Linked DNA regions of Mus musculus: regions 2, 3, 4 and 5 are each linked to region 1. A link is a contact called in public promoter capture Hi-C data. All regions are on one chromosome and are shown on one strand. Each heading gives the region's core, a stretch centred on a gene start, on an enhancer-like site or on the middle of the called end of the contact. The rest is flanking DNA. Distances are from core to core; before and after follow the strand shown. Region 1 holds the start of Gfm1 (G elongation factor, mitochondrial 1). Region 2 has its middle 32 kb from the start of Ccnl1. Region 3 has its middle 35 kb from the start of Veph1. Region 4 holds the start of Veph1 (ventricular zone expressed PH domain-containing 1). Region 5 holds the start of Ccnl1 (cyclin L1).

Region 1 (5,227 bases), core at 1,922-4,421:
GAAATCAAAGCTAACGTATGCAAGTGTGAGATGAGCCTAATCCTATAACCGTATCATTTCATAAAACTCTTGTTTCCTGTCTCGGCTCCCATACTCAGTTCTTCCTTGTTGGCAGCTGACAAGCACTTGGGGACCACCATCTGCTTCCCCTGAACTGCTGGCTGCTGGCGTTTCAGAGTCTACGAACTCATGATATTCAGGCAGCAGACCTCTCTGCGGCTCTCCTCAGACTGTGAGCACAAAATGGGAGTGTTTAGCTTCTAAAGGATATGGTTTGGCGGATGCCCTTCGGCTGAAGAACAGCCTGAGCGGGCGTTAAGTCACTCAGTGGTTTGGCAGTATCTTCGAGTGCCAACATTTTAAACAATGCTTTTCTGGTAGGTTTTTGTAGAACTTGTATTCAGTGCTGTGGATGAAACTTCCTGAAAAGAAGCCATGTCTGGCTGTGACTGCAGACCTCCTGGAAGGAGTCTATCTGCAGAGTATGATGGACCCATCAGAATTTCCTACTGGGGAGAATTGGAATCATGCAGGTTCAGGGGCTACTTACCCTGTGCTGGGCTGTGCCTTGCCCAACCGTGTATCTGAAATAACACCTCATGAGAATACACTAAAACCTCTTAGACGCGATTAACTTAGCAGGACACTAGCGTCTGCCAGTCCTAAAGCTAAGAATGTCGTCTTGGGCCTATAGAATAGTTTCCCATCTCATTGTCCTTGCCTCTCTGGTGTGCCCACCAATGCATTTTAAACCTGCCTTGATCTCTGACTTTCTTTGTTCTATAAAATTAGAACATCATGAAACTGCTTGCATGGTAGAACATTAAATTTGGGACAACCTGTGTTTCTGAGCCATACTCAAAATGGCTCCAGATAAAAACTCTGATTTCCTTTAAGATGAAAGCTGTGTGTTTTGTTTTGACATGGACAGCACCTTTTGAGATTCACTTTCCATTTAACATTATAAACATGGATCCTTCATTGACATGCGTAAGACTGTTGTGACAGCTGTATAAGGGTCTGTCATGCCATCTCAGCATCAACCCAGGATGTTCACAGCCATCACTCACTTCTAGAGGGGTTGTGAATACACAGTCACATCTCAAGCCAGCTTGACCTCTCCTCTTTGTCCATCTGACTTTGGCTAAGGAGCCTCTGTGGCAGTGGTTCCCATCCTGTGGGTTGCAACCCCTCTGAGGTGGAACGACCCTTTCATAAGGGTTGCCCAAGAACATTGGAAAACACAGATATGTATATTACCATTCAGTTATGAAGTAGCAACAAATATAATTTTATGGTTGGTGGTCACCACAACATGAGGCTATGCTAAATGCTCGCAGCATTAGGAAAGTAGAGAACCACTGCCCTGCACCCGACCAGTTTTCATCCTAAAACAAGGTTTTCTGAAACTTATGAAACTATAACAACAGTAGAATTAAAATCGATTTCTGAATCGCTCTGGAATCAACCGCTAAGCACACACCTCGTGCATCGTGGCAATCCTGCCAGTGTAGTATAGCACCCGTTCTGTTAGCGTCGTCTTCCCAGAATCAATGTGAGCTGAGATCCCAATGTTCCGTATTTTTTCATTGGGAACTGGCCCTGACGAACACCATCGGCGGGTCTTCCAATCAGCCTGAGAAACAGTTTTAAAAGCTCAGTTTAGCACACCTATTATACGAGATCACAGTTAAAACCTGAACTACGGACTTGTTTTCTCATCCTCAAAGCAAGGTTCTCAACCTCCGTATTATCTAAGGAGCCCTGGATTTAATTCTGAATAATACTCATAAAAGAAGCACAACTACTGCTTCTAAATGTTAGTTTTAAACTTGAGACTTTTAAAGGTTCGTGTATATGTGTTTTGCTTGCATATATATCTCTGCACCACGTGCACGCCTGGTGCTGGAAAGGTCACATCGCCTAGAGCTGGAGTTATGGATGGTTCCGAACAAAGATGTGAGTTTTGGGCATTCAACTCTTCCTCTGGAAGAGCAGTCATGGGCTACGTTTTCACCCCTCCACTGTGTGGGTCCCAAGACTGACACTCAGGCTGTCACACTTGACAACTACCCTTATGGCTGGCTGATCCACACTGCTAACTTTTAAATACACACTACCATAATAGTCAGAGCTATACCTCTCAATGGCCACTTTAACAAGAGATACAAGTTTTAGATTGAATTGTACCTTAGGTTCTCTGTCTTCTCCCGTCCTGTAATTCACAGCTAGCAAGGGGCATATGGGTCTACCCAACTAACAGCCACAAGACAACTCCAAAAAGGTTTCCAATTTCATCTGAACGAAAACAAGGAAGTGCCTTTTGGGGTGGTGGTGTTCCTGTCAGCTTTACAGTGGGGGGTGGAGGGGGATGTATTTGTTGAATCAAAACAAAACTGCACACCCAAACGCTTGGCAAACACTTCTGGGTAGAGGGAAACTGGGCACATGTCAAAGAAGACAGCTGACAAGCGCTTGGATGGTTAAACCACAGGAACACTTGGTAGCAAAGCAAACGAGGTATCCATGACAGGTAAGAGGTCACATCTACCAACGGCTTCCCTGCTCTGAGTACCTCACTCCAAAGACTTACAAAGTTTAATCTATACACCTGACTGGGAAACTTGGCCAGAGAAGAGTACCGGGATGTTGAATAGAACCCACACGTTCAGAGAGCATCCAACCACACCCAGTAGTAAGAGGACCACTGGATAACGAGTCCGAAATCCGGGATTCGAGCCCCGGGGACACTAACTTTCATCTGACCTTCACTCGGGGCACTTCTCTTTAAGGTAGATCATCAGGAAGGGAGGGACCCCGGCGCAGAGCTGCGGGTCGCAAGGCCGAGCTGGCATGCGGATACCCAAGGGCTTACGGGGCTCGGGAAATCGCTGCTCAAGACCCCAGGTAAGGAAAGGTGTCGCCAACCTGCCCTGCTCTGGAAGGTTCTCTGGCACCAGTACCTGCTTCCCCTGCCAGCCCAGGACTGCAGGGACCCGAGGGAACGGTCCACGCCCCAGGGCTGCGGCGACCCGCAGCAGCCGCATGGCAAGCCTGGAACAGCCACTTCCAAGGCTCCTGCTCTGAGGTGATCGGTTGTGCTCAGCGCCGGCAGCAGAGCGGGAAGAGCTCAAAGTCACGCCGGCAACCGGAGCCGCAGGAGCACTTCCGGGAGGAAGGTCAGGAGGACGGCCAGAGGAAGACAAGGGAGAGGCACCTCTGTCTGAGCTCGACGTGGCGCGCGCCCTCTCCTGGTCAGGAGGAGAAAGCGTAGTTTATGCAGAGGATTGTCACAGGGAGGTGTCATTACTACGGAGGCAGGTACTCTGGTCCCTTTGTCTTTAAAGGAAAAAAATAAAAATTAAAAAACCATCTCTGTATAAAAAAAACAAAAACGTGCCGGGTATGGCGTCACACATGTCTAATAAGAACACTTCAGAGGCAGAACTAGGCGGATCTCTAATGAGTTCCAAGATAGCCTGGTCAGCAAAGAATTCTGGGCCAGACAGGACTAGACAGTGAGAACCTGTTTCAACAAAACAAAACAAAAGCTGCAGATTTTAAACATAGTTGTTTTACCTGCATGACAATGGGAAAACGTTTATAACAATTTAAATGGAAGGAGTACACAAAAATGTATTCATTACTACAGCATCAGAGAATCTGGGGGAGGGGCTGGAGATACGGCTCAGAGGTTAAGAGGTCTGCTCTTCCTGAGGTCCTGAGTTCAATTCCCAGCAAACGCATGGTGGCTCACAACCATCTGTAATGAGATCTGGTGCCCTCTTCTGGCCTGCAAGGTATACATGCAGGCAGAAAGCTGTATACATAATAAGTAAATCTTAAAAACAAATACTTCAAAGAGACTCTGGGGAAATGAGAGTAGATATATGTTGGATTACAAATAAAATTTTTCAAAACCTTCTTTATTGTTCATCAGTAATACTAGCTATGCATCTTCAAAACTGCACCCGTGGCGCTTCTGTCTGGGCTTCTTAAAGGCCTCAAAAACGTTGACATATCTAAAACAGAGCTTCTAGTCTTCCCCAAACCTCCTCATACAGTCTCCATCTTAGCAAAAGAATCTCCGTCCATCCAGTTGACCTAGCCAAAGATGGCAGTCACTTGCTGGCTCCTGTAATCTAAGCCTCTCAGCATATGCGAACCTCCCATTTCCTTCCACCTCTCCACAGGGCTATTTCTTCCTGGGGTTACTGTGATGAGAACCGGGTTGATTTCACGGCTTTTGTCTTTCCCGGTTTTTTTTTTTTTTTTTCAGTAAACTCACACACTGACTAAAAGGATCTTCTCAAGCCAGACCATATTCCCTCTCCGCAGAAAATGATCTCCTTACTTTAGTGTTGTTAGGCTGGAACCCGTGCTCATCACCCCCCGACACACCCCCCCCCCACACACCCCCCAGCTACAAAACCCTATGTGCCCTCCTTCCCCATCCTACCACACAGAAAAAGCTCCCTGACCCCTCAAAGGAAACTACAGCCTAACAGGTCATCATCTTCCTGATTCCCGCTACCCACCTGGGAGTGCCTGCCTGGGCGCTCAGCTTTTTTTTTTTTTTTTTTTTTTCTTTTTTCTTTTTTTTAACCTTATATGGGCATAATCCCATGTTTCATCACCACACGGCCCAAAACTATAAAACCTCCTTGCTTTATCCTGGGCGAATGACTTTACTGACCTCCACCTGATAGATTGGCCAACTCGCCAGACTGCTGCCTTTTAATAAGCCTGCCTTTATGTTGTTTTTTATAAACAGGTGGCAGTGATCAGGCAGGAAGGAGCAACTCAGCCGGCCGAGGTGAGGTGTTCCCGCTGAGGAAACAGCTTAGTATAAGAGGAAGTTTATTGGGGGAAAGGAAGGGGGCCTGGAAAAGGAGTACAGGCAGAAAAAGTGGGGGGATAGAGAAGGACAGAAAGAAAGAAGAGCGAGAAAGGGAGAAAGGGTCCAGCTGTCCAACAGGAGACATGTGGGAAGGAGAGGGAAGAGGTCTTCTTATATGCCTAGCTCCTGGATCATACCTGGTGAGCATAGATGCAAACTGTTGCAAGGTAACTGTTGGGCAGAGCCTAGAGCTGTGCTAACGATTTATACTTTTGATTTGACTTGAATTGGTTCATTTTGTTGGCAGAGAAACCTATTAGGTACAAGTTCAATGTTTTTCATAATGCTCTTTGGGAAGGAAGTTCAGCTCTCTTTCCAGGATACTTC
Region 2 (4,939 bases), core at 2,275-4,774, 1.4 Mb after region 1:
GGCAAATTAACCTTTAAACAAAAGAAAAAGAAGACACCAAAATCATTCTGAGGACTAATGGCTACTTACTAGATAACACTTAAGTTATGTAGCAGGTCATAGCTCGAATTTTGTCTATTTAAAACCTTAATCGGTTTACACTTGGCCCAAGCCCTCGTGATTCACACACGGCATGATATTTCGACACTGTGGGGACTCTCAGGGAGTTGGCTGGGCTGAGACAGAAATATTCACAGCAGGTTCTACAGCTACCAACAAAATCTGTTTGGAGTCCTGTGAAGAGAAAAGCGTTTTAAATGTCTGTCTGAAATCTTTAGATTCTTTTGGGGTTTTGTTTTGTTTTTCTTTGCTTTCTTACTAAATGGCTGGGGCTGGAGAGATAGCTCAGCAGTTCAGAGCACTTATCTCGAGAATGGAGGTTTGAATCTTAGCATCCACATTGTGGCTGGCAGCCACTTGTAACTTTTTGTCCAAGGGCATTTGATACCCTCCTCTGGCTTCTTCGGGCCCCAGGCACGCACATGATGCACCGACATACGTGTAGGCAAAGTACTTATACACATAAAACAAAATAAAAATAAATTTTTATTATTAAATTAATTAAATAATAAATTAAGCTGAATGACTGAGACTTGGGTCACGTGGAGTCTTAATAACCCAGCAGTGCTATTCCCTAACGACTTGTCTCAGCTGTGGCTACGTTTGAGCCGCTCTCATTTTATTGGGTCCAGCAATTTAATCATATCTGCCAATTTCCCTTTGGTTCATTCCTAGGAAAGGTCGGCTCTGGACTACTGAAACAACACAGTTCAAAGGAAGCAGGAACACACTACAATCCTCCTTCAGTGACAAGGCAGTTGTGAAGGAAGAAGAGGCTTGCCTTTCCCCACACAAAAGAATAATAAGATAATCTTCTGTCTCACAGGAATATTTTTCAGATAGCCACTGAGTTAAATGAAGCTAGCCACAGTGTCATGGGCTTGTCATCCCAACATGCAAGAGGCACATGGGTGGCAAATTTCAGGCTAACCTGAACTACATGCACATAAAGACTTTGCCTCAAAACAAAAGATAAAATTAAATAGATGCTAAAATAAATGAAAGTGTAGATGTCACAGAGTAGAGATGATTCTTTAAGAGAGAGAGAGAGGGAGGGAGGGAGAGAGAGAGAGAGAGAGAGAGAGAGAGAGAGATGGGGTTTCTCTGTGTAGCCCTGTTTGTCCTAGAACTCACTCTGTAAACCAGGCTGGCTTCCAACTTAGAGATTCCCCCTGCCTCTGCTGCATCACAAGTGCTGGGAATAAAGGCCTGGGCTACCCAATGAGATTGGATTTGGTTGGGGGTTGGGATTTAGAAACAGTCTCACTATATAGCCCATGTTGACCTGGAACTTGCTTGGCATTCTCCTGCCTCCATCTCCTAGTGCTGGTTTAACAGGCTGGTGACACCACACTTATGTCTCATGATACTCTTCTACTTGGGAAGATTGTTCACAGAGACACCACAAACATAGATAACAATGTTTTCTAGTTCTTCCAAGTTTAGACTTCTGTCTGATTCAAAGCCAGTGATGCTAAATTCATATTGGCCACTAGATGGTGCGAGTATGTTACATACTAAGTTGTCTTAACCAGCGGAGCATTTATTTACATGAAAAAATAAGACTTATTTAATACACTTATGGTGCCTCTAAAGAAAAATACTGAGCCAGACGGTGGTGGTACATGTCTTTAATCCCAGGACTTGGGAGGCAGAGGCAGGAGGATCTCTGAGTTCAAGGCCAGCCTGATCTATAGAGTGAGTTCTAGGATAGCTAAGGCTACACAGAGAAACCCCATCTCAAAAACACTCACACACAAACAAACAAAAACTGATTAATAACAAGATAAAGAGTTGAACACAAGCTTTAATTTCTGCCCTACCCCAACCTAAAAGGAAAGGAAAAGTTATAAATGAATACTGTGCCCTGTACAGCCTCGGTACAGCCACATACAGAAACACTGGGGCTTTTGCAAGAAGCTACGGCAGGATGTTTTATGCAGAAATTAGGAAGTAACTCATTATGGAAGACCTGGCTTCCAGAGCACAGGTCTCTAATCTAGGAGGGAGGGAAAGAGTGGAGGAGACTAGTGGAGCTACTCAGTGAGGCACAGTACTCACAGTTCTATAAGGATGAAAGGAGGCTGTTGACAGAGGGATTGCCAGGGAGGAACGGAACGGAACAAAAGGCAGCTGCAAATTCTGCTTGTTGCTACAACCTTACAATGGATATTATGATCCTCTTAGAAATTATAGATGTGTGTTAGTGATAGATTCATTAGTTTTTTAAATTTTGTGTTTTTGTTTGTTTGTTTGTTTGTTTGTTTTTCTTTTGTTTTGATTTTCATTTGAGATAGGGTCTTTCTACATAGTAATATATATCTACATAGTAGATATATATATCCTGGAATTCACTAAGTAGATCAGGTTGGTCTCTACTCACAAAGATCCTCCTGCCTTTGCCTCCTGAGTGCTAGGGTTAAACAAAGGTCTACACCACCATGCCCAGCTAAACTAGGCATCTTTGAGAAACAAGATCATATTTGACCCTTGATAGACTCTTGAGTCTAAATCTTTTAATACTATACTTTTGGAGGCCGGTGGAAAAAAATTAAATGGGGACTATATTTTTTAAATATTGTGGCAACATTAAATTTCTTAGAAATTATAAACATGTTGTAGCTAGTATATTTATAATTGCCAACAACTGGGGCTAGAGAAATGGCTTAATGGTTAAGAGCACTGACTGCTCTTCTAGAGGTCCTGAGTTTAATTCCTGGCAACCACATGGCTGCTCACAACCACCTGTAATGGGACCGATGCGCTCTTCTGGCGTGTCTGAAGACAGCTACAGTGTACACATACATGTAAAATAAATAAAATCTAAAAAACATTGCCAGAAGCTTTCTTTTTTAAAAATATTTATTTATTTATTTATTTATATGCATATGAGTGATCTGTCTTCATACATTCCAGAAGAGGGCAAAGGACTGCATTACAGATGGTTGTGAGCCACCATGTGGTTGCTGGGAATTGAACTCAGGACCTCTGGAAGAGCAGCCAGTGCTCTTAACTGCTGAGCCATCTCTCCAGACCCTGGCAGCAACTTTCTACTCCAAATAATGAGTTTACTGCTGAAACATAACTTCTATGAAAACTCCCACTAAGTCAAAGCTGGAAGTGAAAAGGGCTCTCATCAGTTTCACCATTACTGGGGACACTGATATGAAGACGTTCACCATTACTAGACATCTGATGGACAGCTATAGAAATCTGAGATCAGCAGATGTGTGGCTAGCACTGAAGCCCCAGCACACAGAAACCTCATCCCAACCATTTTATAACAGGTGATCTCATGCTGACTGTGTTTTCCTGCCTGCTGGCATAGGTAGATTTGAAACTGGAATCTCTAAGAATGTGTAGACCTGTGTCAACACCATTTTGGCTTATGCACTGGGTATGAAACAATTAAGTACCAACGTAAACAACATGAATTCCTCAGAGTCACCTTTCATCCACAGGACATGAGGAAATCGTTCATGAAGTCAGAGCCTGACAAGGAAGCTCGATAAGACTTTGACACGATAGTTTTTGTGCCAGTTTCTAGTTGGAACAGTGACAACGTGATGAAGCTAAATGTCAATATGCCTTGTCTCCAGAGCTGGAAATTCACCCATAAAGATGGCAGTGCCAGTGGATGCCCACTGCAAAAAGCCTTGGATTACATTCTACCAACAACTTGCCTAGCTGTTAAAGCCTTTGAATCTGTATTTACAAATACAGTTATTTAAAAATTACTGGTATCCATATAGTCCCAGTAGACCACGTGGTGATCAGTATTTCCAAACAGCACGGTGGTTACCTTTGTTCCAATTAATGTCACAAGTGAAGTCTGTTGAAATGCACTGTAAAGCTTTGGGTGAAGGTCTTGAGAACAAATATGCTTCAGTGTCAAGAAAGTGTCTCTAAAAGATGTTCACCATGCAATGTTACTAGCATTGCTAGCAGCAGGGAGCGGACACAGGCCCACACTATCACCCACAGAAGCCTGAGGAATTCCCTTAATCTTTTACGAACCTCAGTTCAAGTAAAACCAGATCCTTGGTTTCAGAAGAAAAAGTAATTTCAGGATAAGCCAGTAAGAAGCAGAGCTGGGCTTCATTTAAAAAAAAAAAAAAAAAAGCCTACTGGGAAGTGGTGTACAAACTTCTAATCCCAGCACTTGAGATCCAGTGGAAGGCAGATCTCTGAGTTCGAGGCCAGCCTGGTCTACAGAGTGAGTTCCAGGGCAGTCAGGGCTGCACAGGGAAACCCTTCCAAAAGAAAGAGGGAAAGAAAGAAAGAAAGAAAGAAAGAAAGAAAGAAAGAAAGAAAGAAAGAAAGAAAGAAAGAAAGAGAGAAAGAGAGGAGAGAGAGAGAGAGAAGTCATTGCAGGAAAAAATAAAACATACCCAAAAGCACGCTTGTGGGGTTCTCAAGAAAGATTTGTAGTTTATTAAAGACCTTTAAATTCTTTATAACATCTTCATTTATGTGCTTTGTTCATATGGGTGAACATACTAACCATGGTTTGCACCTACAGCTCTCTCCTTCCAACATGTGGGTCCCAGATATCAAATTCAGGTCAGCATACTTGCCAGTAGGTGACTTTACAATTGAGGAACTTTTCCAGTCCATTTTTAAAAACAGGTTCTCAGGATATAGCCCTTGCTGGCCTAAAACTCAATATGCACAAAAGGTTGGCTCCAATTTACAGATCTGCCCATCCCTGCCTCCTAGGTATTAAAAGGAGAGAAGCTTGGGGGAAGACTAAGGTATATACCCAAGTATGGGTCTGGTTAGCAAGGACGGTCACAGTTAAGTATCTTAGCCTCTCATACATAGTGGTAGCTTTCAAAGG
Region 3 (4,645 bases), core at 1,731-4,230, 1.1 Mb after region 1:
TTGTATCTCACTAAATCTGTAGTGTGGTAACAAGTAAGGTCATACTAGACAAAAGACAAAAGGCAGGATCTACAGACCTCTGTGGGCCATGATTGTGGGTTCAGATTTACATCTTATGCTGCATGCGGTGAGCTATGAGAGGGTTTTAAGCAGGAGGAATTACAATCAAATCTATATTTTGATAGTAACTTTGTTTCTGTGTAGGGCTAGATTGTTAGGGAAGGAAACAAAAACCAGAAACGGGACCCAATTACAGGCTGCTACAGGAGTCAGGCCAGAGGTGAAGAGCTCTGCAAATAAATTGAAACATGAGATGGGAGAAAATAGCAAACTTCAAGATGTGTTTTAGGTATGGAATCAAGGGGGCCAATGCATTCAAGCTTTGGAAGAGATGAGGTTAGATGTTGAGATGATTCTCAGGTGCCTGGTCCTAGTAATTGGGTACCAGGACCACACCTTGATTCAGGCAAACAGGGAGCCTGGAGCCTGGCTTTCTCAGAGCTGTGGAGATACCCTTTGATCCACTGTGGATTTGCTTGCTTTGATATGGCCGGGTCACCTCCTCCACAGAATTTTCAAGGAGGGATTTAGATGAGTCATGGGCTGTGTGTCAGAGGAGAGGTCTGAGAAGATGTAATCATGACAGCCTTCACTAGAGATGACCTTCAGAGTCCCCTGTGTCTCTAGATATACCAAGTCACTTTAAATGAGAGCAATTCAGTTTTGTTTTGTTTTGTTTTTCAAAATAACTTCAATATGTTTTTTTTTTCTAATTTAACTTCCATCTAGATTTCTGGTTTGTTCACAGAAAGCTCCTTTTCCTGGCAGGAATATGGAGATCTCTGCTGCTCAGAGGTAGACCAGCAGGATGAGCCTCCTCGGTCATGATCGAGCCTCCTTGCCACAGCCTCCATCTCGTGCAGGATGAAGGTTCTCTTTGAACTTTCAAGTATACGGATCTTCCTGAACCCTGATCAGTTCTCGTATACTAAATCACTCTTCTGTGAAATCTCCAAAGTTTTATTAGGTTTCTTAGATGTATTTCCAAACTTTAATCAAAATTTTTTCTTGGCTTTTCTATTGGGGTTATAGAGATCGGCCAGGACAAAGGAGAAGCCCCATCTTCAGAAGTCCCGCCAGTGGGAAGACATAATAGACTGGGCTGTAAATTCATGTTTATGTTTGTTATTTCCTTGCGCGTCACCCCCACTTATTCCCGTAGGAAGCCAAGCACAGTCACTTGTGGCCCTCAGATGTGACTCACTCTTGAAGGCTCTCGTGTGTTAGTTCCTGCTGCACAAAAAGAGCAGTGTGGTGGGCACCACTGCCTTCCTCGCAAGGGTTGGTGAGAAGTGTCAAGATGGAATTAGGCGCAGGCACAAAGATTTACTTTCCGATGCTAGCCATTTCCCCAGCCTCTGTGAATAATCCAGACTGTGTGTTTGGGGCCTTTAGACATAGTAATAATGCAAACGGAATCAAAAGCATCATTCATATTATTAACAAGCGTTTTTCAGTAATGTTTTGAGTAAGTGCCTAATAAAGTTTAAGAAATAAAGATACTCATGTTATTAAAGAGGAATTACTAGGTTCCCATTCATAAGCTTCAATATCCTGCTTAATGGATTCCATACAGTCTAACAGAAACCCAGTGAATGAATTATGGTAAAGCAGTTCACAAACATTATATGGTTTCCTTTTTTTTTAAACTTTTGTTTCCTCTCCGTGAAATAACAATGAGGCACGTAGCTTGAATAAGGTCATTTCTTATAGCAGAATGAAAGCATTAGAGGGACTCTGGTTGTATTTTAGCCTACAGGCAAAACCTCCACAGCTTTATGGTCAGACAGTGCCCCCTTGTGGAAGATGTAAGGTTAGTAGGACTGAACTGCTCTGTGACTGGGATCACTGGCAAAGCTGAAAGAGGCACTAAGCAAAGGTCAAATCCTGAGCCTCTTTGTAAAGAGCGTCCGTCGTGCTGGAAGAAGACACTTTACAAAACAAGGATGGGCGCACAGCCAGATAGGAAGGGGAACTTGGGCCAGTCAAGCTGATGGTCTCGGTTCTAGAAAACTTGACTCACTGAACGATAAAGAGGCACAGCAGAATGGAGAAGGAATGCCTTTGAGCTCAGCCTGTCTGGGTGCAAATCTTAGCTGAGAGTAACTATGACTATAGGATGCTCCGTTGTTGCTCTAAGCTTCGGTCATCCTACCTGTTATCAGATGTCCATTGGTACAGATCAGAAGTATTGTGAGGGCCAAATGAACATGGTGCGCGGAAAGTGTTTTTAGGGCAATGTTTCTAAAAATATCTATTACCTTACCAGAGTGCACTTCAAATCAATGAAAGACACTCAGCTTTTTGTTTTTAAAAATGGCTTTTACATACATGCGTTTCCCAGCCACACAAGAAAACCCATGAAAGTGTGGGACTGGACATGCTAAGCCTTTGTGTAGGACTGTTTGGGAGACAGAAACCAGGTTGATTAGACCTACAAGCATGTGCGCATGCGTGTATCTGGAGCGTATGTAGACTGAGGGAGAAGGCTGGTTAGTGGGTCAACGCACTGTGTCGGGTAAAGGCAGAAATGACAATAATCAGTCAAGGGCCTCAGAAAGGGCTCAGGAGCCATCCTCTGGGAGAACACAAGAGGGTATTCTCAAGCAGCCAGCGCCTCCACTCAAGCACCGACACAGCGCCAATGGGCAAACAAAAGAAAAACAGGAAGACTGTGGGAAGCTTATCTTTTAACTCCCTTAAATGTGCCGCTACCAAGAATAATTCAGGGGTTTAAGAATGTCGAAATGCCCTAAGAATCTCAAGCTGGGGGGAGAAACTCTTGGGCAAGGCAGGCAAGTGGCTTGTGCCTGTGGGCTGAGGGCCTCACCGGTCCTGCCCAACCCTTCAGAGGAAAGCCTGCTGGAGACACACGAACAAATGACTGTACCACAACTCATTCTCACGAAGCCTCCCCAAGTTGGACTTCACGTGCCACTTTCCTAAAAGAGCAATCTGATGGGAAATGACACTACACTTGACTAGCACTTGGAACTCACTCTCCCTTAACCCCCACCCCACAGCTTTAATCACTTGTAAGGAGTGAGTTTTTTTCAGATTTCCCATTTTAATAAAAGGCAGTTCAAGTATCTTGGCCTGGGTCACATGAACTACTGTCTTGCTCTCTGGCTTCTTGCGGCTCCTACCCAGCCAGCTCCTACTTCAAGGTTGGTGACATTTTTTGATGGGTTTCTCTCTCTCTCTCTCTCTCTCTCTCTCTCTCTCTCTCTCTCTCTTACCTGTCAAGCATCAGTGAGAAACCTCAAAAGTGCAGTTAGATTTTGACATATATCTATTTGTGCTCCCGGGCTTTCCGCTGGAACGCCAAGGCCTCCTTCCAAGGTTCTGTTCCTTTGTCCTTATTGTTCCAGCATGTCATCCACTCTGCCTGAGTCAATCTCCTCCCTGTCTGCAGTTACCTCTTTTTACTCTCAGGAAATCATATTTCATGTTTTGCTTCAAAAGTCCTAGGTATTTTAATGACTTTTTTATTCTTCCTTTTTGTCTCTACTTCTTCCTTTCTGCCAAGGCTGGTCCTACCTGTTGGAATCCTGGCCCTCGACTCCTTCCCTTGTGTCCCTGTCTTAGTTAAGGTTTGCATTGCAGAAAGAGACACCATGACCAAGGCAACTCTTACAAAGGACATTTAATTGGGGCTGACTTACAGGCTCAGAGGTTCATTCCATTATCGTGGCAGGAAGCACTGCTGGCAGCTTCCAGGCAGGCATGACCCTAGAGGAGCTGAGAGTTCTACGTCCTCATGCAAAGGAATCCAGGAGCAGACTGTCCTCAGGCAGCAGCTAGGAGGAGGGTCTCAAGGCCCACCCCCACAGTGACACAATTCTTCCAACAAGGCCACACCTCCTCCAACAAAGCCACACCTCCTCCAACAAGGCCACACCTCCTAATAGTGCCACTCCCTGGACTGGGCATATTCAAACTATCACAGTCCTGTTCCATCAAAGGACCCCTCTTAGCCTCATTTATGTGATTTTTCTGTCTTGTTTATGATACTAGCTGTTGTGATTTGAATGTGAAATGACCCCAGAGGCTCTTGTATCTAAACACTTTCTCCACAGCTGGTGGTCCTGTTTGGGAAGGCTGTAGAACATTTCAGGATGCCGAGCCTCCCCTGAAGAATTGTGTTGGTGGAAGTTGGCCTTACGAAATTTGGCAATCCAATTCTTCCTTCTCTTTCAGATTCCTGATACAGATGGCCAGGCTTATCTCCATTGACCACTGCCCTTAAGCATCCGATGGACCTACCTCTCCCGAGCACTTCCTTGGGAATTTCTGCTAGCCTCTATTCAGGACTCATTTTTCCTACCCCTCATGGAAAGTTTCTGTGACCTGCAATTGTCTTTATTGACACACTCATTCCTCCATTATCCTCTATTTTTGATTTCTTTCTATTCTTTCTGTCTCTCCATATCACTTGCCAGCCATGCAATAATCCCTCCAAGCCCCAGCTGTTCTTATGCTGTCTTGTCTGCCTAAACCTTACCTTGCTCATGATGCCACCCATTCTCCATGCTCTTGGCTGGCTAAGTCCCACTGGCTTTCCATACTTAAGTTTAGCAATTGT
Region 4 (4,623 bases), core at 456-2,955, 1.1 Mb after region 1:
TTCATGTTGTACAAGAATAGAGGGAAAAGTAGGGTCATAAAAAACTCTGTAAGACCAAACAAATTAATGAAACTTGCATGCACCGAAGGCTCTTGTGATCAGATCTCTTTGGGTTTCATACCAAGCACTGCCATCCAGGTCTGCGGGGGGTGGGGTGGGTGTCCAATGGAAGTACGAGAGAAGTGAACAAGTTGAGAAGCCAGATGTAAGGTGCACTGAAGGACTGCATTCATTTTCAAGCCCTTCCTCTCCAGTGCAGTCAGTGGAGGGCCACGGCTGTCACTCAATGGGGACATTTGTCACAAATGTGTCCTGGTGACTCTATGCACCCACTAATGCTTAAGGTTTGCTTGTGAGAGAGTCTAGCTACACACCTAGATCAGGACAGTTCTGTTGGGCAGATTATCCCCTATACACACACACAGACACACACACAGACACAGACACACACACACACACACACACACACACACACACACACCCCGGAAGCAGCAGAAAAGCCAAGCCAAAATCACTCCCATTATGAAACGTGTTGGCACACATGGAAGATGTATCTTTAGGAGAAGCTGGCTTAAGGACTCAAATGAACTCACTGGGGTTTTTTAGTGGCAATACGGCAAGAGCAATATGACTTGATATCTTCAGGCGTCAAAATAGGCAACAAAGATTATTCCCACTGAGATCAAACATTTACCTTTGTTGTTTGATTGATTTGGAAGGGTCCATATGTCTTCCCTAAATCACTCACTATGATTCTCTGGTTAGCTAGGAGCAATTAGGGCTCATCTTGTGTGTACGCATCAACTCTATCCAAAGAATGTGGATTCCCAAGGGGAGATTGAGGGCAATTTTGACTAGAATAATGGGATGCTTGGTGGCAAACAGGAAAAAATAATCCACACTATCTGAATATGGCTTTTGTAATAATTGCCAGTGACAAAGACATACAATATATTTGGTTGTGTACCTTATACCTTGTTTTCTCCCTCTGCTTTACCCCAATGCGCTCACCCAATTTGGCTAAAAGCCCTAGAAAGTCTCAGGAGTATTCTATGCAAGCAAAAACCTCTGATCAATAAAGGAAGCAAGCCTATTTCATACCTGTTAGGGGAGAAAAGAGCCTCCTGATGTATCGGTCCACTGGGTACCACCAATTAATTTATGCATTAGAGGTATTGCGTTCTCCTTAAAAGTCAGAGATCTGTGGAAACATGGGGTGGGTTGTAAGAAATCCCCTATCCATTAGATCTGAGAGACAGTTCCATATTTGGAAGGTAAAGAAAATGAGCAATTTCAATGGACTCAAGAAGAAACCCTGCTGGATTAAAAAACATTCCTAGGGTTTCTTGGGATGTTCCAGACAGTCTTTCAGTGTCTCACTAGCAATACTGATAGAGTAGTTAGAAAGCTGCTCCTTCGGGCACTTGCTACATGGTATTTTTCTTCTATCACGTTTGACTTAAATACCGTCTCATTCCATGACCCCCACCTCTTTCACACATGCCTGCCTAAATGCCCCAAAATCTGATATTAACCTAAAACTTCCTTGATTCTTTAAAGTGGGTTATTCATTAACGGAACCTAAATTACTGGTTGGTAGCAAATCCAATTCTTTTACACTACAAATTGGCCTCCGAGAAACTGCTGTAAGTCTACAGAGGAAGTCAGGGACCCGGTGCCAATTGTTAGATCTAAAACAGAAGTCTGGAAAAGGGAAGAAAGTTACTCATTCGCCTGATACCACACGGTGAGTCCACAGGAGGGACTCAGGCGCAGCGCTGCATGACAAGCTCACAGGGACGTGCCAGCAGCCACCGGCAGGACAGGCAGGCGCTGCAGGGCTGCCTCTGAGCGTGGTCCTGGGTCCCAGCTGAAGTGTTCCAAGGGATCAAGCATTTGCCTTCTGTTGCCTGCACCTGCCAGTGTCCCGTGCTAGGAGGTATGGCTGTCTTCTTTCCTGTCCCTTTGTTCAGCAGGAACAAAAGTTAATCAAAGTGAGGGCCAGAAACTGCAGGCAGGCAAGAACAGAGGAGGGCTGGGAAAGTTGAGCAGAGAAACTTCCAAGGGCTGGCTGATTATGCAGATAAAGTGCACCTAGAAGCTGTGTGCGTGACTGTTTGTGTGTGTACATTTCAGTTTTTAAGCTAAGAATATCTAATTCTCTGTGGGTGGTTAAGACATGTCCCTAGGCCCCTAGGACCAGATAGCTGTGCTGGACACTTACTGTGTACATATTGTTTTACTCCATAACTGCGGTCTTCTTTCCACATATGCATTCACCATGAGAAGCCTTTTGCAATGAGCAGGGGAACAGTCCCTGCTATTGTTTTTTTGCAGAAAGCTAAGTAGGCCCATTCCAGTCGGAGGCTGGACACTCATCGGTGCGGTTCACCACTGCTGCTGTGTGCATATTACAAATCATGATCTAATATAGCTACTTCTTTGGTCTTTCAAATGCACATTCAAATTGGTTTAATGATCAACAGTTGGGTTCAATGGCATCCTTTTTTTTTAAATTTAAACTTTATTAAACCTGGGAAATGATTTGAATTCTTCATACGGCAGAGTAATATTGGAAATTTAAATGACAAAGTCATACACTCAGCACTGGGTATCCTCATGGTTTGAGAATTTGGGCTTGTTTCCTGGGAAAACAAGCCCAATAGAATTTGAATATGGATTTAAAAAACAACCAAGATATATGTTTCTCTAGAGGAAAATATGATCTGCTAAGTCAAAAGTTCCAGATGAAAATGGACATACTTATGAATTCATCCGGAAAGGCTGTGCTTTAGAAAGTTTGTTAGATTTGATAAGTTTCCCCTCATAGTCCACGAAGGGAAACACTTCTCCATTTGTTTTCAAAACTCGCAATTTGTATTTAAAATTACACATGTTGAGCTTTTGATAAATAGATGGTAAAATTGCTATTTTATATGTTCTTACAATATGCATGCTACAAATTTGAACTGTCTGGATTCTGACAAAGCCCCTCAGGTTTGAGTATCTTAGAACTGTTTAGAATAATCTAGCGGTGGTGGCTTTTGGTACAAGTAAAATGTAGCATCATGCCACAGAAGAGGGTCGCAGAGCTGCCGGGAACAATGGCCATCTGTGGGAAGGGCCGAAACAGATTCGGGTGATTCCCATGGGAACGCCTGTGGTCTTTTCACACTGTGTGAAAAAGATGTTTCTTCAATAGAATCTTTAATCCTTTCTTTCAAGTGAAAAAAAAATCTATCTCGGAAATTTATTCAACGTCTCATAGCATCCGAATGGACCTGAGTTAGTCAATAGGCATTTTTATCTCAGGTAAATTAAATGAAAATGTTTTGATGCAGTCATGTTGCTCAAAGTATAACCCTTGCTATCCCAGAATCTCCGGAAGCAGGGAATCAGTCAGACCTATTCTCACCTGAGTTGTAAGGCGGAGGCTTGAACACCTCAGAACAAATTGGCTTCCTGAGCTAACGATCAAAATCTTCCCCTAGAGACCTGTCTGTGTTCTGAGGGCACTTTTCCAACCTTAGAGGGACTGAGCCCTGTGTTCACTCCCATGCAGCAGCATCTACAGACCCATGATGGAGTAAATTATTAATGTATTTATAAGTGAACAATGAGTATAGGTCAGCTAGAAAAGTTCTGGCTCCCTGGAAGGGCATTCCCTTCAGCCCGGTAAACAGCTGAGTAAATATTACACTAATATGGAAAACACAGGGATTTGGATTACCCAGCCATGAAAAGTGTAAGATACATTGCACCCTAGTCTGTTTCTGATCTGGAAACAAACTCAGTCATCATTAGGCCATGGCAGAGGTAAGAAACACCACAGTAAAGCGTCTTCTCCAAGAAATAAGAGTTGTCCCCAAATCTACAAGAACATAGTTAAGTTAGTGAAATGTGTATGATACACATGAAGTTTACCCAGACTTACGATTAATGAAAAGTACAACTAAAATACAGAAATGACAGCAACAGAAAATGAAACAAACAAGCAACCCTATGTGCCTTCATACCAATAACTGAGTTTAGTTAACCGTACCATGGAATTTTGACTTTTAAAAGCTATGATGTAATAATATGCTGATGGGAAATTTTCTATAAGAATAAAATGCTCAGGCTCTGGGGTTGGTGGCGGGGGTTGGGGAAGTCGCAGGAGTTTTAATCTACCTACTCAGGTGCTAAGGTAAGAGGATTGTGAGTTCAAGACCAGACTGGCTACAGAGTGAGCTCAAAGCCAAGCTGGGCGATTTAGTGAGATACTGACTGTCCCAAAATAAAAAGTAAAGCCAAGGCTGAGGATGTAGCTCAACGGTAGAGTGCTGGCCTAAGGTGCATGAGGCCTTAGGTTTTATCTCCAGTACAGAGAAACAGTAGAACGCTCCAAAGGACAGAACTGATGTCACTCATGCTTTATACAGCCTGGGAGAGGCAAATTCACTGCCCAAGTCTTCACTACAGCATGGCGTAGCCAAGACTGCAGAGCAGGTTTCTTCAGGTGGTCTTAATGCTTGATCCTCTGGCTGGTGTCTATGAAATGTCAAGTTCCAAATGCTACAAGCTTGAAAGATTTAAGAACACTAGACAAAATTTAAGGATTTCAAAACCAGCAATCAGAAGACT
Region 5 (4,752 bases), core at 256-2,755, 1.5 Mb after region 1:
TTCTCTTTGTTGGTGGCAAGGGATTTGTTTTTACCAAGGTCTCACACCATAAAGTTCTGCCTACACAGTCCTACAGGTATAGGGCCACATGGCTGTAGCCTGAAACCTCAGAGACCATAAACCAAAATTAAACCTCATTGTGGACTTTCTAGGTAATCTGTCAGTGACAAAAAGCTATCACAATCATAAAATTTTTGTTTTTGAGGCTTTAGTTGAGTACTGGGATTAAAGGCTTGTGCCACCACTTCCTGCTCTATATAGCTTTTGTTTGGAAGAGGTTTTGTTTCATTTTGAAGATATTATATAGCTCTTACTGGCTTGGAATCAGTCTGACCCTCTAATCAGAGATCCACCTGTCTTTGTCTCCAGAGTGCCCGTCCCAACACACTTTGTAAAAATGAGCTGTGAAAATACCTTGCTTTGGTGACTAAGATGTATCCAAATTTTCAGTGCGCTCTATAGGTCCAAGGTTAAGACACTTTTCAAGAAAGTAAGCTTTAACAAAATAACAATTCCAACCCTTTGTACTGAGTCAGGAGATTTTTCTTTCTCCCTAAAGGCCATCTCAGAGGATTAAGCTGGAATAAAAAGATCATGGGAGGCCAGAGGCAGAAGGATCAATTGTTTCACGGTCGACCTCAGCTTTTGGGACTTTTAGTATGGATGGAAAAAGACCACAGCTCTCAGCCAGGCGGTGGTGGCGCACGCCTTTAATCCCAGCACTCGGGAGACAAAGACAGGCGGATTTCTGAGTTCAGGGCCAGCCTGGTCTACAAAGTGAGTTTCAGGACAGCCAGAACTATACAGAGAAACTGTCTCGAAAAAAACAAAAAAACCACAGCTCTCATCTTAAAGGGAATAAATGATGGGTTATCCTGGAGCCATTTTGATTGACCATGGTCCCGGAACACAGATTTAGGTTATTCCAAACTCCATGTAAGATGAGAGCTGTGTTTTTCTCTTCATTGACACAGGGATAGTTACTTTCTCTCCACTCTGACAAAAACCATCTCTTTAAGACGAGACTCCCCAGCGCAATGAAATCGCCCGTGTACTGTCCTCGCCATAAACCTATTTTTGGAACTAGGGATTTTCCAGATTACTGTAAACCCGGCGAAGTGAGGTCAGGGCTAGGCATGCCTTTCTAGGCTACACCCCGACACCCACGCGCGCTCGGAGCTTTCCGGAAACCCCAGGCGCTCAAACTGGGAAGCTGCCCGGTTCAGAGTCACTTTGTTACACTCCGGTGTCGCCGACCGCCGGACTGTCACCAACGCGCAGACCGTGCAGGGGTATCGGGGCCGACTCACCAGGCCAGAGTCCGGGTTATCCGGTGACTAAAGCCATTACCACCCCTGAGCCGCCAGCACCCTGCCCCGCCCTGCCCATCCGGACCCCTCCGCCCGGTGTCACCGACCGAAGCGCGGAGGAACTCGTTGGCGCGCGCGGGGAGTGGAGTGGGGTGGGGTAGGGCGTGTCGGCGTGGTGACGTCAGGGCGGAAGCGCACGCTGCGTGCGGCGGCCTGGAAGCCGGCGGTCACGGGAAGATCCGTCGCGCCGAGGACGCTGGTTAGTCTCGCTTTGGGTTCCGGCTGCGTCGGGCGTGCGTGGAGCTCGCTGGAACTATGGCGTCCGGGCCTCACCCGACCTCGACCGCTGCCGCCGCCGCCGCCGCTGCCGCCTCCGCCTCGTCCGCCGCCCCGAGCGCGGGCGGCTCCAGCTCCGGCACGACCACCACGACGACGACCACGACCGGAGGGATCCTGATCGGCGACCGCCTGTATTCGGAGGTGTCGCTCACCATCGACCACTCGCTGATCCCGGAGGAGCGGCTCTCGCCTACCCCGTCCATGCAGGACGGCCTGGACCTGCCCAGCGAGACGGATCTGCGCATCTTGGGCTGCGAGCTCATCCAGGCCGCCGGCATCCTCCTCCGGCTGCCGCAGGTGAGAACCCCGGCTGGTTGCGGGCCTCTCCGCCGCGGCCAGGTTTCTCCGGAGCCTGCGCCGGGCGGCGGCGGCGGCGGGAGCTCGGGCGGGCGAGGGTGGGGATGCGGGGGCGGGCGGCGCCGCGCGGCCCGGGCGGGGGAAGGGAAGCGAGCGGCCGCACAAAATGGCGGCGGCGCCTGGTGCGGGCCCGCCTGACCCCGGCGCTTCCGTTCTCCTCTCTCGTCTGCAGGTGGCGATGGCTACAGGGCAGGTGCTGTTCCATCGGTTCTTCTACTCCAAGTCGTTCGTCAAACACAGTTTCGAGGTAAGCGCGGCGGAGGCGGACAAGAAGGGATTTCTTCATCCGGAAGCGGGGAGGAAGGGGGTAGGAACCAGCTTTTCCAGAAAGGGAGTGGTTAGCTTAGGCCTTTGTACCTCGTTCCCACCCAGAAGGAAATGGGGCCCGTAGAGCAATGTTTCAAGAACTAGAAAATGGATCCCCAGTTCACGTGCTCTGTTAACCAAGAACTACGTTTTCAAGCCATTGCACAATTCTAGCAAGAGGTAGCTTGATTCTGACCCAAAATTAAGAGCAGTTGAGCAATAAAACGTAAGAGCTGGTCTAAAAATGTCAGCTTCGATTTTATTTCGCTAAAAAGCCCGTTGTATCCTAAAGAGGGTTCTTTGCCGGTCCTTGGTGACCCACATCCTTGGGCAGGCAGATGTACATACAGATGGAGTTCCTGGAAGCCAGGACTACACAGAGAAGCCCTATCTAAAAACAAAACAAAATAAGGGTTGTTAGACTTTGTTAAACTGTTTCTAGTTTAACTTCACTTGGATTTTTACCTGGGTTCTTTCAGATTGTTGCTATGGCCTGTATTAATCTTGCGTCAAAAATCGAAGAAGCGCCAAGAAGAATAAGAGATGTGATTAATGTATTCCACCACCTCCGCCAGTTAAGAGGAAAAAGGTAAGATTGGCCTGTTGAACATAGTATCTCTTGCTGTACTGTGCACCAATCATCCAGTCAAAACATCTTCTCCCCTCCCTCAAGTCAGTGTGGATGCAAAAGAAAGCGGACATTAGGTGCTGAAATTCACGTAGGAACATTGAAACTTTTAAAATCCCCTCCATTAACCAGCTATCTGAAGTTTGTAGAGACAGTTGCATTGTGGACAATTCTAGAGTGCTGTGAAGCCAGTCCCTTGGCTTAAGATTAAACAAGAAAGGGAGTACGGTTGGCTCAAGTGGGAGTGTATTCTGTAAGTTGTGTTTCCCCTCCCCTCTCTGGAAAACTGAAGGCTGGACATGTAAGCCCTGTAGTTCAAGTTAATGTTGTGGCAAAGTTCCGTGTAGGTCGTTTTTCTGCTTGGAGTCCCAGTTTCTTCATCAATTGAGGTTGGCTTTTGTTAGAGTACTTCTCAACATTGAACTACGATATATCGCATAATGCCGCATCTGAAAGGACTGGAGGATGATAAAGTTTGAAGTCAAAGGGATTGAACAGGTATTCTGTTTTGGTCAGATGTAGTCTCAGTGAGTTCCTTAGAAAAATAACTCATTGAGTTGCTTCAGATAGGGCTCTTTATTCGATCTTGTAAGAAAATAGAGTCTGAAACAGTATCTTTTAGGTGTAGTGATACCCTGGTAACTTTATGTGGGCCTATAAGGCAGTACCAAAGCTTGTTGCAGTACTCCAGGCTCTACAGGTGATTCTAGGACAGGCTGATGGATATTTGTGGTGTAGATTAGTTTCTAAGGAACTGTGAGCTTGGAAGGAATTTAGCTATGACAAGATAACCTGTTTTGGGAGTTGGGTGTTGCTTAGTCCTAATGCGTATTGAACATAGGTAGTCTTTATTGTGGAAGCTATAAGTTGGTGGTAGTGGAAGTTTGAAATGAGTAACACAGTCAATTTTTATAGCATTTTTTTCTCTATACTATTCAGCCCCATCTTTTCTAACTATGTGCCCAGATACAATTTCTTCTGTTTGAAAACATTTTTAGTTCTTTGTGAAGAAAGTTGAGAAATGGGGGAGTTTCAAATTAGTGTTTAGTATGTTCTGAGCTTATACTTGTATTTTAGATTACATGGCTGATTTTTTTTTTCAGGGTGTTTTTACAAAACACTGAAATACAGAATTCTTATTTTTAGTGAATAAAGGAACATTTTCTAGTAGTATATGAGTTGTTGAGCCAACTATAATCACATGATCGTTTGGTGTTTTTCTGTGGGACTTCTTCCTTCCTAGGTGTCAGAATAGGATCATCTTTTTATAAAACTTCAAAATTTAAAATAATTCAATCTGACTGGCTTGTATTGGATATAAACTTCATTTTTGATCATCATTAAAGAGAAATTGATTTTGTTTCAATGTTTCAAATTTGATTATAGCATGAAATTCTTAAAGAAGTTAATTGCATGGAAGCCCCCCTTTTAAAAGCAGGATATAAGTGTTTCTATGCATATTACAAGTTTACTCAGACATGTAACTTGTATATGTTATTAACTTCAACTCTTTTTTCCCTTGCAACCGACTATACAGCGACCAGCTACATTTACCAAAGCCTGGGTGATGTGGAGTGGTACATAGAGATGAAGCTGTCGTCATGGCAACAGTGAGTGAAGTATCGAAATCCCCAAGGAGAAGCCAGTGTTCTGAGAATAGGTCACTGGAATCGGGGACTAACAGGTTGGCCACTGGTGAACCATTTAGAGAAAAACAAACAAACAAACAAAAAACTCCTGTTTCTTGTTAAAAGCTTTTGTCTTTGCTGTCCAAGTTATTAAAACTATAGCTTTAAAAGGTGGTGGGGTTTT

What was found. Promoter capture Hi-C pulls out the DNA fragments that hold promoters and counts their contacts.
Region 2: a promoter capture Hi-C map of liver shows a contact between it and region 1, with 4 times the contacts expected there. The contact joins the enhancer-like site here to the promoter of Gfm1 in region 1. A contact is called at or near these places in 4 of 39 promoter capture datasets (hippocampal neurons, liver and pre-B cells).
Region 3: a contact with region 1 is called in a promoter capture Hi-C map of hippocampal neurons, with 12 times the contacts expected there. The contact joins the enhancer-like site here to the promoter of Gfm1 in region 1. A contact is called at or near these places in 15 of 39 promoter capture datasets (the 3T3-L1 cell line, 3T3-L1-derived adipocytes, the C10 cell line and 10 more), 1 of 484 Hi-C or Micro-C datasets (embryonic fibroblasts) and 5 of 115 datasets of contacts at active chromatin or transcription factors (astrocytes, differentiating embryonic stem cells, embryonic forebrain and 2 more).
Region 4: a contact with region 1 is called in a promoter capture Hi-C map of neural stem cells. The contact joins the promoter of Veph1 here to the promoter of Gfm1 in region 1. A contact is called at or near these places in 4 of 39 promoter capture datasets (embryonic stem cells, hippocampal neurons, liver and 1 more) and 1 of 9 other capture datasets (embryonic stem cells).
Region 5: a contact with region 1 is called in a promoter capture Hi-C map of pre-B cells. The contact joins the promoter of Ccnl1 here to the promoter of Gfm1 in region 1. A contact is called at or near these places in 4 of 39 promoter capture datasets (hippocampal neurons, liver and pre-B cells), 6 of 115 datasets of contacts at active chromatin or transcription factors (astrocytes, embryonic forebrain, extraembryonic endoderm stem cells and 3 more) and 1 of 9 other capture datasets (embryonic stem cells).

What each region holds. Positions count from the first base shown.
Region 1 is chr3:67,428,059-67,433,285 of GRCm38.p6, reverse strand. It overlaps Gfm1 (G elongation factor, mitochondrial 1), which reads right to left and starts at 3,171. Exons shown (of 18, transcript NM_138591.2): 1 at 2,964-3,171; 2 at 1,484-1,636. The coding sequence starts at 3,047.
Region 2 is chr3:65,987,841-65,992,779 of GRCm38.p6, reverse strand. It overlaps the pseudogene Gm19024. Among named protein-coding and RNA genes, the nearest start is that of Ccnl1, 32 kb to the right of the region's middle. Within about 2 kb of position 3,524, at least 27 of the 459 cell types and tissues checked have an H3K27ac peak or open chromatin away from gene starts, as enhancers often do. A contact at or near this core is called in liver, where this site is marked.
Region 3 is chr3:66,329,271-66,333,915 of GRCm38.p6, reverse strand. No RefSeq gene overlaps it. Among named protein-coding and RNA genes, the nearest start is that of Veph1, 35 kb to the right of the region's middle. Within about 2 kb of position 2,980, at least 4 of the 459 cell types and tissues checked have an H3K27ac peak or open chromatin away from gene starts, as enhancers often do.
Region 4 is chr3:66,293,919-66,298,541 of GRCm38.p6, reverse strand. Veph1 (ventricular zone expressed PH domain-containing 1) reads left to right here and starts at 1,705. Exons shown (of 14, transcript NM_145820.3): 1 at 1,705-1,939.
Region 5 is chr3:65,955,002-65,959,753 of GRCm38.p6, reverse strand. Ccnl1 (cyclin L1) reads left to right here and starts at 1,505. Exons shown (of 11, transcript NM_019937.4): 1 at 1,505-1,946; 2 at 2,179-2,253; 3 at 2,792-2,901. The coding sequence starts at 1,626.